Regions from separate parts of the Mus musculus genome. Here regions 1, 2 and 4 are each linked to region 3. A link is a contact called in public Hi-C and promoter capture Hi-C data. All regions are on one chromosome and are shown on one strand. Each heading gives the region's core, a stretch centred on a gene start, on an enhancer-like site or on the middle of the called end of the contact. The rest is flanking DNA. Distances are from core to core; before and after follow the strand shown. Region 1 holds the start of Cep104 (centrosomal protein 104). Region 2 holds the start of Pramel12 (PRAME like 12). Region 3 holds the start of Ubiad1 (UbiA prenyltransferase domain containing 1). Region 4 holds the start of A430005L14Rik (RIKEN cDNA A430005L14 gene).

Region 1 (2,728 bases), core at 121-2,620, 5.5 Mb before region 3:
CCATCCTCCCCTTTAGCACAAGAGGGCAGCACGGTATGAAGGATTACTGGATTCCACCCTTCTTCCTTATCTCTATTCCAGATGGGTACAACTGCCCGTTCAACCTATGCTCCTGTCAAGACAAACATTCTTTAAATCCAACTTTGATCACCCCTCTCCAGGTCTTAATTTTAAAACCCTAGGCAGCCCCATTGTAGGAGTAGAAGTGCTAATTATGACCGGACACCTTGTTTCCCCAGTCTCCATTCTTGTCTTGGATTTTTTTTTTGTTTGTTTTTATTTTTGGGACAGAGTCTCTTATTTAGGCCTGACTGGCCTAGAACTTGTTATGTAGTCTAGACTGGCCTCAAACTCACAGAGATTCTCCTGCCTCTGCATCCCAAGTACTAGGATTAAAGGTATGTGACACTATGCCCGGTTATGACTTGAATTCTAGAGAATAGTCAAATCTAACGAACTTCTCCAGTGCCTTGACCAGACCCTGTGTCTTCAAGAGCCCGTGTCAGGTGTGGTAGTGCATGCCTTTGATCCCAGAACTTGGAGGATCTCGGAGTTTGAGGTCAGTATGGTCTATATGTAGTAGTTCTAGGGCTACACAGTGAGACAGTCTCAAAAAAAAAAAAAAAAAAACAAAAACCAAAAAACAAGCAAGCAAACAAACAAACAAACAAAAATCAGGTCTGTCTACCTCGTCTCTGTGGTGCATAGAACAGAATGTTAACAGCAGATACAAGTGTATGCCCAATAAAACTAAAACAAAGTACGGGTACTGAAGATCCCTGCAGGAGGGCTGTGGGGGCAGCGTGGCCAAAACACTGGGGCCTCAATAAGGACATCTACAAAATGTACATTTTCAGCCGATGCACTCACTGGAGCCCTTCCACCTCCTGTTCCTTCCCGCCTCACAAAGCCCACCACAGATCTGGATCTGTGCAATGCTGTGTTACTAGCTGGTTACCACAGGCGGCTGGTGTTCCAGCTGCCACTAGGGCAGCCACAGCCAGCAGTGTCAATTGACATTTACCCTAGCATTGCTTATAAACTAAGCCCCAACTCTTCTATTTTTGGTTATGAACTTACCCTGTCATCTTTCCAACCAGAAACCCGAACTCAATGTAGCAACTTCCAAACATTTTGTTACAAGGATATGAAAAGTGTTTCCAGTTTTCTTTTCAAGAAAACGTAAATGTTACAATATTAAGTAATGATCTGGGGCCAAGTAATTTTAAGGACTGAGAGTGCTTTAGAGAATCTTAACGCTTAAAAAGCACAACAAACCAAACCCAGCGAACAAACAAAACCCCCAAACGACACGGATCGAAGTGTAGCCTACCCGGAGCCAGAGCTACAGTCTTTAGTCTCGTGGCAACTGCTCCTGTTCAGTAACGCATGCAGACGAGGACAAGGCGGGGCTCGAATCCGATTCCGGACACGAAGGCTGAGATGCGCTGCAGGGAGGCCTGGAACAGGCACTGGCCGCGCAGTCCCTCCAAGGCCAGGTGTCAGGGAGCCTCCGCCCCGGGTGCCTGCCGAAGACCGAGGCCACGCAGGGTCACAGAGCGCCGCGGAAACGACCAGGCGGGGCCGCTGCGATGTCGGCCTCCGCTATCTTCGGAGGGGTCTCGGTCCAGCCGCCCCCACCCCGGGCCTCTGAGGAGGGCAGCAGAGGAGCAGCCCGGGCTGCCTCTGCCCAGGGCCCGGGCCGCAGCTGCGCTCCCATAGCAACCAGGCCGGCCCGCGCGGTACGCCTGCGCGTCCGCCCGCCGGCGCCTGCGTGCGCATCCAGGCCTCGAGGATTCTGGCTGGGGACAGGTCCTGCAGTCGGACGTTTCCGGTTGCACCTACCTACGTAGAGAAAAGAGTTCCGGGCCGCGTCTACGCACCACAGTTCCGGGCAGGAACGTTACAAGTCCAGTGTCGCTACGGTACCGCAGCCCTGCAATGTGCGCGGTGCTCCGCCAACCCAAATGCGTCAAGTTGCGAGCCCTACATAGCGCCTGCAAGTTCGGCGTGGCGGCCCGGAGCTGCCAGGAGCTGCTGCGTAAGGGCTGCGTCCGCTTCCAGGTGGGTCTTGCATTCCGGGCAAGCACTGCGCGGCGGGCACCTTGGCTTCCACCCCTACGATTTCCATCCTCTTGGGTGGGCTTGGACAGGCGCTAGGCTTCTACAGTACGCAGAGCTGGCTGTCTGGAAGCCAAGACTGTTGTGGGACAAGCTGATCTTCTTGTCCTCCAGCTCCCGATGCCCGGTTCCCGGCTGTGCCTGTACGAAGATGGCACGGAGGTGACGGACGACTGCTTCCCGGGCCTTCCCAACGACGCTGAGCTCCTATTGCTCACCGCTGGCGAGACCTGGCATGGCTGTGAGTAGGAACACTTTGGAGATGGGAGGGACCTACACGGTTTAAAGCCTCGTCGAGGGGCCCGGGCAGGAACCCAGAAGATCTGGTTAAAGGCTCTGAATGCCAAAAGCTTTTGCTGAAGAACTTTGATTTTAATTTTGAAACTGCCAAGGGCAAGGGAAGGATTGAGACTGGGGTCGGTGCTGCTGTGCTGTGCTGTGCTGTGCTGTGGTGTGCTGTGCTGTGCTGTGGTGTGCTGTGCTGTGCTGTGCTGTGCTGTGCTGTGCTGTGCTGTGGTGTGCTGTGCTGTGCTGTGGTGTGCTGTGCTGTGCTGTGCTGTGGTGTGCTGTGCTGTGCTGTGCTGTGCTGGGTTGGGCTGGGCTGGGC
Region 2 (2,700 bases), core at 15-2,514, 5.0 Mb after region 3:
CAGATAAGACTATGTCTTCAAAATAAAATGAAATGAAAATTTTAAAATGTGAAGTCAGATATGATGAGACTACATGTGAATTCTACCATATTCTGCATGTGACTCTGTCTCTAAAAAGAAAAATTAAAATAAGCCTTAAATATTGAATCATTAATTCAACATTCAGAGGGGTGAGGCAGTCTGAAGCCAACCTGAGCTAGACTAAGGCCCCATCTAAAAAAACAAAAACAAAAACAAAAAACAAAGAAAAAATTTAACTTGACACAAACCAAGGTATAATTCTAGATATTCCATTAACTTTCAGCTTGTAGTTCCAGCTTGGGGAGGCAGATGCAGAACTGCCAGGTAATTTAAAAGCACTCTTGGCTGATCTGCGTTCTAGGTGGGCCTGGGCAGCAAAGTAAGGTCATGCCTCAAATAAAATAAAATAATAAATGAAACCAGCAAATTAAGGTCGAAGATGATGGCAACCATCACTATTAGTAAACTCAATGCCTGCGATCTGTTCCTGGGAAGAGAAGAAATCAGAGTTCCTTTGGCATCTTGGGTCAAGTGGCCCTCAATCAAAACTGTGCCCTTCTGGAGGTGACTGACTTACCAGAAACAAGAACTGATGGCAGAACTCAGAATCCCAGCAGGCCCAGGCAGTCAGTCCAAGCTCGGACTCCAAGTGCTGGTGAGTGTCTTCCCGAGCTTCTCTAAAGCTTTTATAGCCATCTTCACTTCAAACTTCCGGCCTGAGGCGTTTTCATCCGTCTCGCACTTCCGGCCTGCAGCGTTTTCATCCGTATCTGTCTCGCACTTCCGGCCTGAAGTGTTTTAGCCGTATCCGGTCCCACACTTCCGGGTTCCGTTTTATACTTCCGGCCTGAAGCGGTTTTTATTTTTTTGTTTTTCGGCGGTTTGTTTTTTGTTTTTTGTTTTCTTTTTGGTCGCCCCTCCCCCGGCTCGGTCCGCGTATTCTGTCTCACATTTCCGGTTTGTAGTCCCGCCTGTCAACCACAAGCCGTCCTCTGATTGGATGACTGAGTTTCCGCCACGTCTGGGCGTTTTCTGTTTCTGTATTGATTGACAACATAGTCTCCGTGGAAAAGGAAAAAAAAAAAAGAAAGAAAGAAAAAAACAGCCGGGAAAACCGCGCACATCCGCGGAGAGGCAGATGCAGGCGGATCTCTGGGGAGGTAAAGCCAAATTCACGGAGATGAGGGAAAAAAATCCTGAAAGCCGCGGAAGCGGTTCACGCCCTTAATCCCAGAACTCCTGTGAGCGATTCAGGCGGATCCCTGTGACGTCCGGAGCAGCCTGCTCTACGTAGAGCTCCAATACAGCCAGGACTACATAGTGAAACTCTGACTCAAAAAATAATAATTTAAAAAAAAAAACTGAGATTCCGTGAAAGTCAAAAGCCGATGCGTTAATTCACTTCATTCAATTTGTTTTCTGTATTTGCTTTACTTATTTATTTTCTTGTTAATTCACTTGGTTCTGCATTTCTTTCATGAATGAAAAAATAATAAACTAAGGACATGGCTGCTTCTAAGTATGGTGGAGGAGGAGGTTTATTGTAGGGGAAAAGGGAAGCATAGGCAGACAGCTGGGGGAGTTCAGAGTGGACATAACCCCTGAGCCATAAGACCCGGGTGCTGTGGCCAAAAGGTAAAAAGGGGGCAGGTAACTAAAATGGCTGGGTTATATAGAGAAGGGCAACACAAGCTGGAGAATTTGGGGTAGAAGGTGGAGTGTGCCAGCCATACCCTGTAACAAGGGGTACTGGGAGAACGTGGCAGCCTGGTCCACATTGATATGTTAAATAGGCACCTCAGCCATTTATTTGAGACTTAGAGTTTCAGAGGTGGAATCTTGCTCAGTACCTAAGGTTGATTTGGAACTCCAACTCTTAGCCAGTCTCCAGTCTCCACCTTCCTCTGGGGTTGAGCCAAGAGGAAGTTGTGAGCCAACATACCTGGCGGAATTGTATTCATTTGTGGCCCACTTAGTTCTAAGTATGAGTCACTGGGGATAGGAGTTTTAATCTGTGCCTGACGAATAGACATTTCTTAAAGCTGATATTATTATTGGCAAAGTTACGAATATGTTCTGGATCAGGGCCTGAGCTGGATGCTCTCTACCAGTCATCTGCTGTGGCATCTTCTCAGAAGGCAGGAAGATGTTCCCATTAATACTGCAGTAAGTGGCCTGGGAAGAAAGCTCAGTTTATAGAACAGTTGCTGCCCAGTATTCTCAAAGGTGCACTGTCCAGCAAGCACTGCATGCACCAGACAGACACTGTGGGGCATACTTGTAATCTCAGAACTAAAAAGTTAAGAGTTAGGAGGATCAGTTCAAAGTCATTTTTCCCCAAGCTTCATTGCCGGCCCAGGCTATATAGACCCTTACTCTCAAACGATGAAGAAACTTGCCTTTGAGAACAAAGGTTTTCCACATTAGGTTTTCCAGAAGGTAGAAGATGCTTCAGAAAGTGTCAGCCAGCACACTGGCTAGAGAACATGCAATAGAGAGTGGGGGCTGTGGGGTGGGTGAAATGGCTCATAGGTAAGGAGACCTGCCACAGCACTAGACTATTGGGTTCAGTCACACACTTAAGTGCTGGAAGAAGAAAACTGACTCTTGGGCTTGCCCTCTGACCTCCACATACACCCACAGACATACAGAAAATACACATACTTTTTTTTAAAAAAT
Region 3 (2,700 bases), core at 193-2,692:
TAAAAGGCATGTGCCACCTTGCCTGGCCTAACATCTGTGTGGGTTTTTTGTGGTTTTTAATTTTTCCTGATCATTTATTTTTTAAAATTCACTTTACATCCCCATCGCAGCATCCCCTCCCTCCAACATTTCAACTCTCGTTGAGTACCAGCTGTTCTTTCACAGGACTCAGGGGCAGTTCCCACGTTAGGATGTTCACAAAAGCCTGCAGGGTGTAGGGTTGGGATGTAGCTCAGATAGTAGATTATCTGCCTAGCATGTGGAATCCCCAGCACCCCATAAAACCAAGTGTGGGTGAATGCTTGTAATTCCAGCACTCAGGGAGTTGGAGGAGATTCAAGGTTGGATCAAAATTTCAAGGTCATTATGGGCTACATTGCCAATTTCTAGCCAGCCTGAGCTATATAGGCCCCTGCCATTTTATTATTGGATTTTTTATGAATAGGTGTTTTGCCTGTATATATGTATATCTAGTGTGATCTTCTTGCATGTATGCATGCCTGGTGCCTTTAAAGGCCAGAATAGGGGGTCAGATCCCCTGGAACTGGAGATACAAGCAGTTGTGAGCTCTTGGGGGTGCTAGGAATCAAACCCTGTTCTTTGGAAGGGCAGCTAATGCTCTTAACCGCTGAGCCATCAGTCCTGGCCCTGTCTCCAGAAACAAAGCAAAAAACCATGTAGGTCTTTACATCTTAGTACACAGAAAGCTTCCTACTTCTTTTTCTTCCAGCTATACATACATGTTCCATCACATAGTACCGCATTTTCTTTTCCAAGCTCTTGGCTTATGAACACTTCTCTTTTCTTCTTTCGGTCTCTCCTCTCTTCCCTTCCATTTCCTTTCCTTTCTCCTTCCCTTCCCTCTTCTCCATCTCCTTTTTGCAGGGTGGTGGTGGCACACACCTTTAATCTTACTCAGCTCCTGGGAGGCAGAGGCAGGTAAATCTGAGTTCGTGGCCAGCCTGGTCTACAGCGTGAGTTCCAGGACAGCCAGGGCTACATACACTGAGAAACTTTGTCTTGAAAACCGAAAACCAAACAAAAAGATAATCTCACGAAGCTTGAGTTGGCTTCAAACTCACTATATAATAAGGGATGTCCTTGAATTCTCTTCCTGTCGTCGTCTCCCAAGTTCTAGGGCCATAAGGATGCACCACCAGCCCAGCAATGCGCACAATACTTTCAACGTAGGATGTATTGGGGTAACCACAAATGAGTCTTATTTCTTATTTCAGTAAGTGAACCTGCCCAGTATAACGCAAAGCGACACGCCCTGAAATCCCAGGAGGGCTAAACAGCTGCTTCTTTCCAGTGACTTGCTTTTAGCTAATTTGTTGAACCTGGGCTCTGGCCTTTGACCACACCCCTCTCCGACCACGCCCCTCGCCGGCCTTCACCGGGCCCTGCCCGCCCCAGGTCCGAGTTTCCGGGCCGGCCTCCTGAGGCCGACGCACAAGATGGCGGCGCCGTCCGCCCGATAGGGGTTGCGGGCTGAGGCGGGTTATTGAGTTGTGGCACGGGGGAAGCGACCCCAGACAGGCTTCGCTCAGGTGACAGGTGGGCGGGCAGCGCCGCTGGCCCCGTGGCGGTGCATGGCCTGGTTGCTGTCTTCAGTTTTCCCCGCCTCCCAAACCCTGACCGGGGGCGGAACCAGAGAAAGGTCAGGCCAGGCTGTCCCGCCTGTCTCCGTCCTGGGGCGGTCCCCTTGAGTGGCTCACTTTTAGAATTGACTTTAGCCACGTGTAGCTTCCATGGCTGCGGTACAGGCCCCGGGGGAGAAGATTAATATCCTGGCAGGAGAGACAGCCAAGGTCGGGGACCCGCAGAAGAACGAATGGCCCGAGCAGGACAGGCTTCCCGAACGATCCTGGAGGCACAAGTGCGCCTCCTACGTGTTGGCCCTGAGGCCCTGGAGCTTCAGTGCCTCACTCACCCCTGTGGCCCTGGGCAGTGCCTTGGCCTACAGGTCTCAGGGTGTCCTGGATCCCAGGCTGTTGTTGGGTTGTGCAGTGGCTGTCCTGGCTGTACACGGGGCCGGCAATTTGGTCAACACATACTATGACTTTTCCAAGGGCATTGACCACAAAAAGAGTGATGACAGAACTTTGGTGGACAGAATTCTGGAGCCCCAGGATGTTGTTCGATTTGGAGTCTTCCTCTACACCTTGGGCTGCGTCTGTGCTGCTTGCCTCTACTACCTGTCCGCTCTGAAATTGGAACACTTGGCTCTCATCTACTTCGGAGGCCTGTCTGGCTCCTTTCTCTACACAGGAGGTAAGAATTGGCCTGTTTCCTGCTCTAAGGTCCCAGTTGCCTAAACTGGAAACTGCTACCTTCCATAGGAATGGTAGACGTGTCAAAGACGCCTTACTAAAGTAGGCCACTTGACTGGAAATCCAAAATGTGTGTATCGTGGATACTTTGAAACCTTAAGTTGTGAAAATACTGGTTTGGCAGTGGATTATGAACACTGCTCCCCCGATGGAGACATGGCTTAGCCTTTAAGATCTCTTACTGTGGGCTGGAGACCCCCCTACAGTTGGCTTAGTGGTTAAGAGCACAGGCTGCTCTTCCACAGGTCCTGAGTTCAATTCCCAGCAACCACATGGTGGCTCACAGCCATCTGTAATGGGATCTGATTCCCTCTTCTGGCATGCAGGCTTACAGTGCAAACAGAGCATTCATGTACATAAAATACAG
Region 4 (2,700 bases), core at 119-2,618, 5.5 Mb before region 3:
ACAACCAGAAAGTAGAAAAAGCAGAAAAAAGTATTTGAAGACAGAATGGTTGAAAGCCTCCTGTTCGTTGAAAACAATAACCTGTGACTGGGAAGTTTGTGACACAGGAGGGAGAGGATAATAAACACATGGCCAGGCCACCTCCCGGGGCAGTTCTCATCCTGGAGGTACCAGTAAAAAACAACTGCTTATTCTGCAGAAACAGTATGTGAACCACGGTGAGATCACTACCTGCACGAAACAAAATGCCAGCTAAGAAAATCCATACCCAGAAAACCTGTCCTCTAAGATGAAGGTGAGAATAAAGGAATTTCCAGATGCAAATGGGTGTGTGTGTGGAGGGGGGAGGGGGTGTTGCTTTAGAACCACCGGGAGTTCTAGCTGAAGCTAAGGACCCAATCAGTAATCCAGGTACAAAGGGCACCCTCGACCCCCAAGGAAAGTCCCTAACATAAAATTATCTTAAACATACTTCTCTGAACAGGCAAAAGAGGCACGTGCTAGCAACAGGCAGGAACAAACAAAGGGGGAGGGTCCGAGGGGCCCTTGCTGGCCTGAGGAAGTGGCTGCAAAGGGTAAAGTAAGGATTGCAAGGCTGCACTGTCAACAGACAGCTAACGGAAAGTGGGAGAGAACCTCACAAGAGTTAGACCCTTCTGTGTCTCACTGGAACCGAGGCGCGCAAAGAAGTAAAAAACACAGCGGGGAACTATTAAACCTTAATAAAGTCTCCTTATGCAAGGGAGGGGCAGCAACCATGACCACTGACACGGGGAACAGTTATTGTCAGCCTCGCTACACACAAACGTCTGCGCAACGCAAGAGGCAGGGACGTCAGCCTGGACTTTGGCTAGCGGTGCAGGGCAGACACACTTCAGGCTAAGGGACTCACTGTCCCTGCCATGCTCGTTCGGCCAGAGACCCTTTGCAGCCGGGGTTTAGGTCCCAGTCACCCTAGCTCCCGTCCCACTGCCCGCCCTCAGCCCAGGTTACACACGACACAGGGGCTTGGCTGAGCTCGCTCGGCTGCAGCACGCCCATCTGTGGGCAGTGCGAGAGGCCAGGAAGCCCGGGCAGTAGCCCGCACGGCCGAGGGCAAAGCTCGGGTCCCGGTGGCCCTCACCCCGGGGAGCGAGCCTGGAGCCCCGCGCCTGGGGCGGGTGGAGGTGCCTGGAGTGCGGGTTCCCCTCCCAGGGGCGGGGCTCGAGGCGCCCGCCCCCCGCCGGCTCCCCTGGGAGAGTGCGGCTCGGCGGCGCGCACCCCGCCTGCGGGGGCCCCTCACCTTCCTGCTCCTCATGAGTGAGCGCCCCGGCCTAACGCTCCTCCGCCAAGTCTCAATCGCGCGGCTCTGAGCGCGCGCGCGGCGTCTGATGTCATCGCCACGTCACCAATCAGGGGCCGGCGTCTCCAGGTCACGTGCTCTCCGCGTGCAGAGCGGGCAGCGCGCGCCTCCCCGACGGACGGCGAGCCGCGGGCGGAGCGCCGGAAGCTGGGCAAGGTTCCCGCCACGCTGGGAAAGGGACGTCTCCTTCGCGCGGAGGCCCGCCCGTTTTGGCCGCCATGTTTGGGAAGGGCACATCCCTGGGACCCCCGTCGCCGCCATGTTTGAGAAGGGCGGCTGCCTTGCTGCAGGCCTGTGCTCTCGGGTCTCAGGCCACCTTCAGCTCGGGTTCCCCTTCACCCCGAGGGAGGCGTTAGACCGGCCTAGCTCTGCCATCTGCCGGCACCTCACAGTCCACGTGTGAACTCTATGGTGGGAAGAGAGAGGAGACTCTTGCTACGTATCCTCTGACAATTACTGACACTCCCGAGTTACTCCCCATCTCAATAAATATAATAACAAATTGTTAGCATTCTGTCTAAACTCCACCCACAATATGCTCCTCCCCACAGTTAACTGGCCTGACCCACTTTTATAGGGGCTGCTTGTCCCCTCCTCCCTCTCTTAGTCTTGCTTCCCTCTTGCTTCTCTTCCTTGCTCTTGCTCTCCCCTTCCCCATTCCCTTCCCTTTCCACTCTCTCCAAGTGCTCATAGCCATGGCTGGCCTCTACTTCTCTACTCTCTCCCTCTCTCTGCCTTTCTCTGCCTCAATTACCCTCTTAACTCCTGTCTACCTTGAATAAACTCTATTCTATACTATACCATCGTGTGGCTGCTCCCTCAGGAGGAAGGGATGCCTCAGCATGGGCCCGCTGAGACATTCCCTTCCTCTAAACCTCACCACACCCCTATAGGACATATTCTTTCTGTCTTTATCTTTTTATAAACACATCAATAATAATGATGATAAATATTATAATTAGCTTCAAATACACATGAAACCTTTGGCCTCAGCCTCTGGTCCTGCTGGACAGCCTGGACAGGTAACCCTGGTCGCAGAACTCACAAAATGAACCAGACAGACATCACTGTTTTGACATCTTAAGGGTGAGACCAGAGAGTAAACTGCTCTAGGGTTTGGTTTCCCTTACATCCTGGAAGTCCTTGTCCTCTGCTCTGCCTGACCAGCTCTCTCCAAGCCCACTCCTCTCTCTCTCCAAGCCTGCTCCTCTCTCCAAGCCCACTCCTCTCTTCAGTGCAATAAAAAGGAGACAAGCATGTAAAGATACCGTCTGCACTGCAGAGCTGCACAGGCTCCTCTGTCTTTAGAAAAGCCCCTCTAAGTATTACAGATGGATGGATCAGGCTGCTGGGAGATT

The links. Promoter capture Hi-C pulls out the DNA fragments that hold promoters and counts their contacts. A called contact is a pair of places that touch in the nucleus more often than the background predicts.
Region 1: a contact with region 3 is called in a Hi-C map of muscle stem cells, with 4 times the contacts expected there. The contact joins the promoter of Cep104 here to the promoter of Ubiad1 in region 3. A contact is called at or near these places in 2 of 39 promoter capture datasets (liver and pre-B cells) and 3 of 484 Hi-C or Micro-C datasets (B cells, CD4 T cells and muscle stem cells).
Region 2: a contact with region 3 is called in a promoter capture Hi-C map of neutrophils, with 4 times the contacts expected there. The contact joins the promoter of Pramel12 here to the promoter of Ubiad1 in region 3. A contact is called at or near these places in 5 of 39 promoter capture datasets (cranial neural crest, frontonasal cranial neural crest, liver and 2 more).
Region 4: a contact with region 3 is called in a promoter capture Hi-C map of pre-B cells. The contact joins the promoter of A430005L14Rik here to the promoter of Ubiad1 in region 3. A contact is called at or near these places in 1 of 39 promoter capture datasets (pre-B cells) and 1 of 484 Hi-C or Micro-C datasets (CD4 T cells).

The regions. Positions count from the first base shown.
Region 1 is chr4:153,974,203-153,976,930 of GRCm38.p6, reverse strand. It overlaps Cep104 (centrosomal protein 104), which reads right to left and starts at 1,370. Exons shown (of 22, transcript NM_177673.2): 1 at 1,334-1,370. Dffb (DNA fragmentation factor, beta subunit) reads left to right here and starts at 1,850. Exons shown (of 7, transcript NM_007859.4): 1 at 1,850-2,064; 2 at 2,236-2,362. The coding sequence starts at 1,942.
Region 2 is chr4:143,410,990-143,413,689 of GRCm38.p6, reverse strand. Pramel12 (PRAME like 12) reads right to left here and starts at 1,264. Exons shown (of 5, transcript NM_172877.3): 1 at 599-1,264.
Region 3 is chr4:148,443,502-148,446,201 of GRCm38.p6, reverse strand. It overlaps Ubiad1 (UbiA prenyltransferase domain containing 1), which reads left to right and starts at 1,442. Exons shown (of 2, transcript NM_027873.3): 1 at 1,442-2,274. The coding sequence starts at 1,752.
Region 4 is chr4:153,955,905-153,958,604 of GRCm38.p6, reverse strand. It overlaps A430005L14Rik (RIKEN cDNA A430005L14 gene), which reads right to left and starts at 1,368. Exons shown (of 4, transcript NM_175287.4): 1 at 1,283-1,368. The coding sequence starts at 1,297.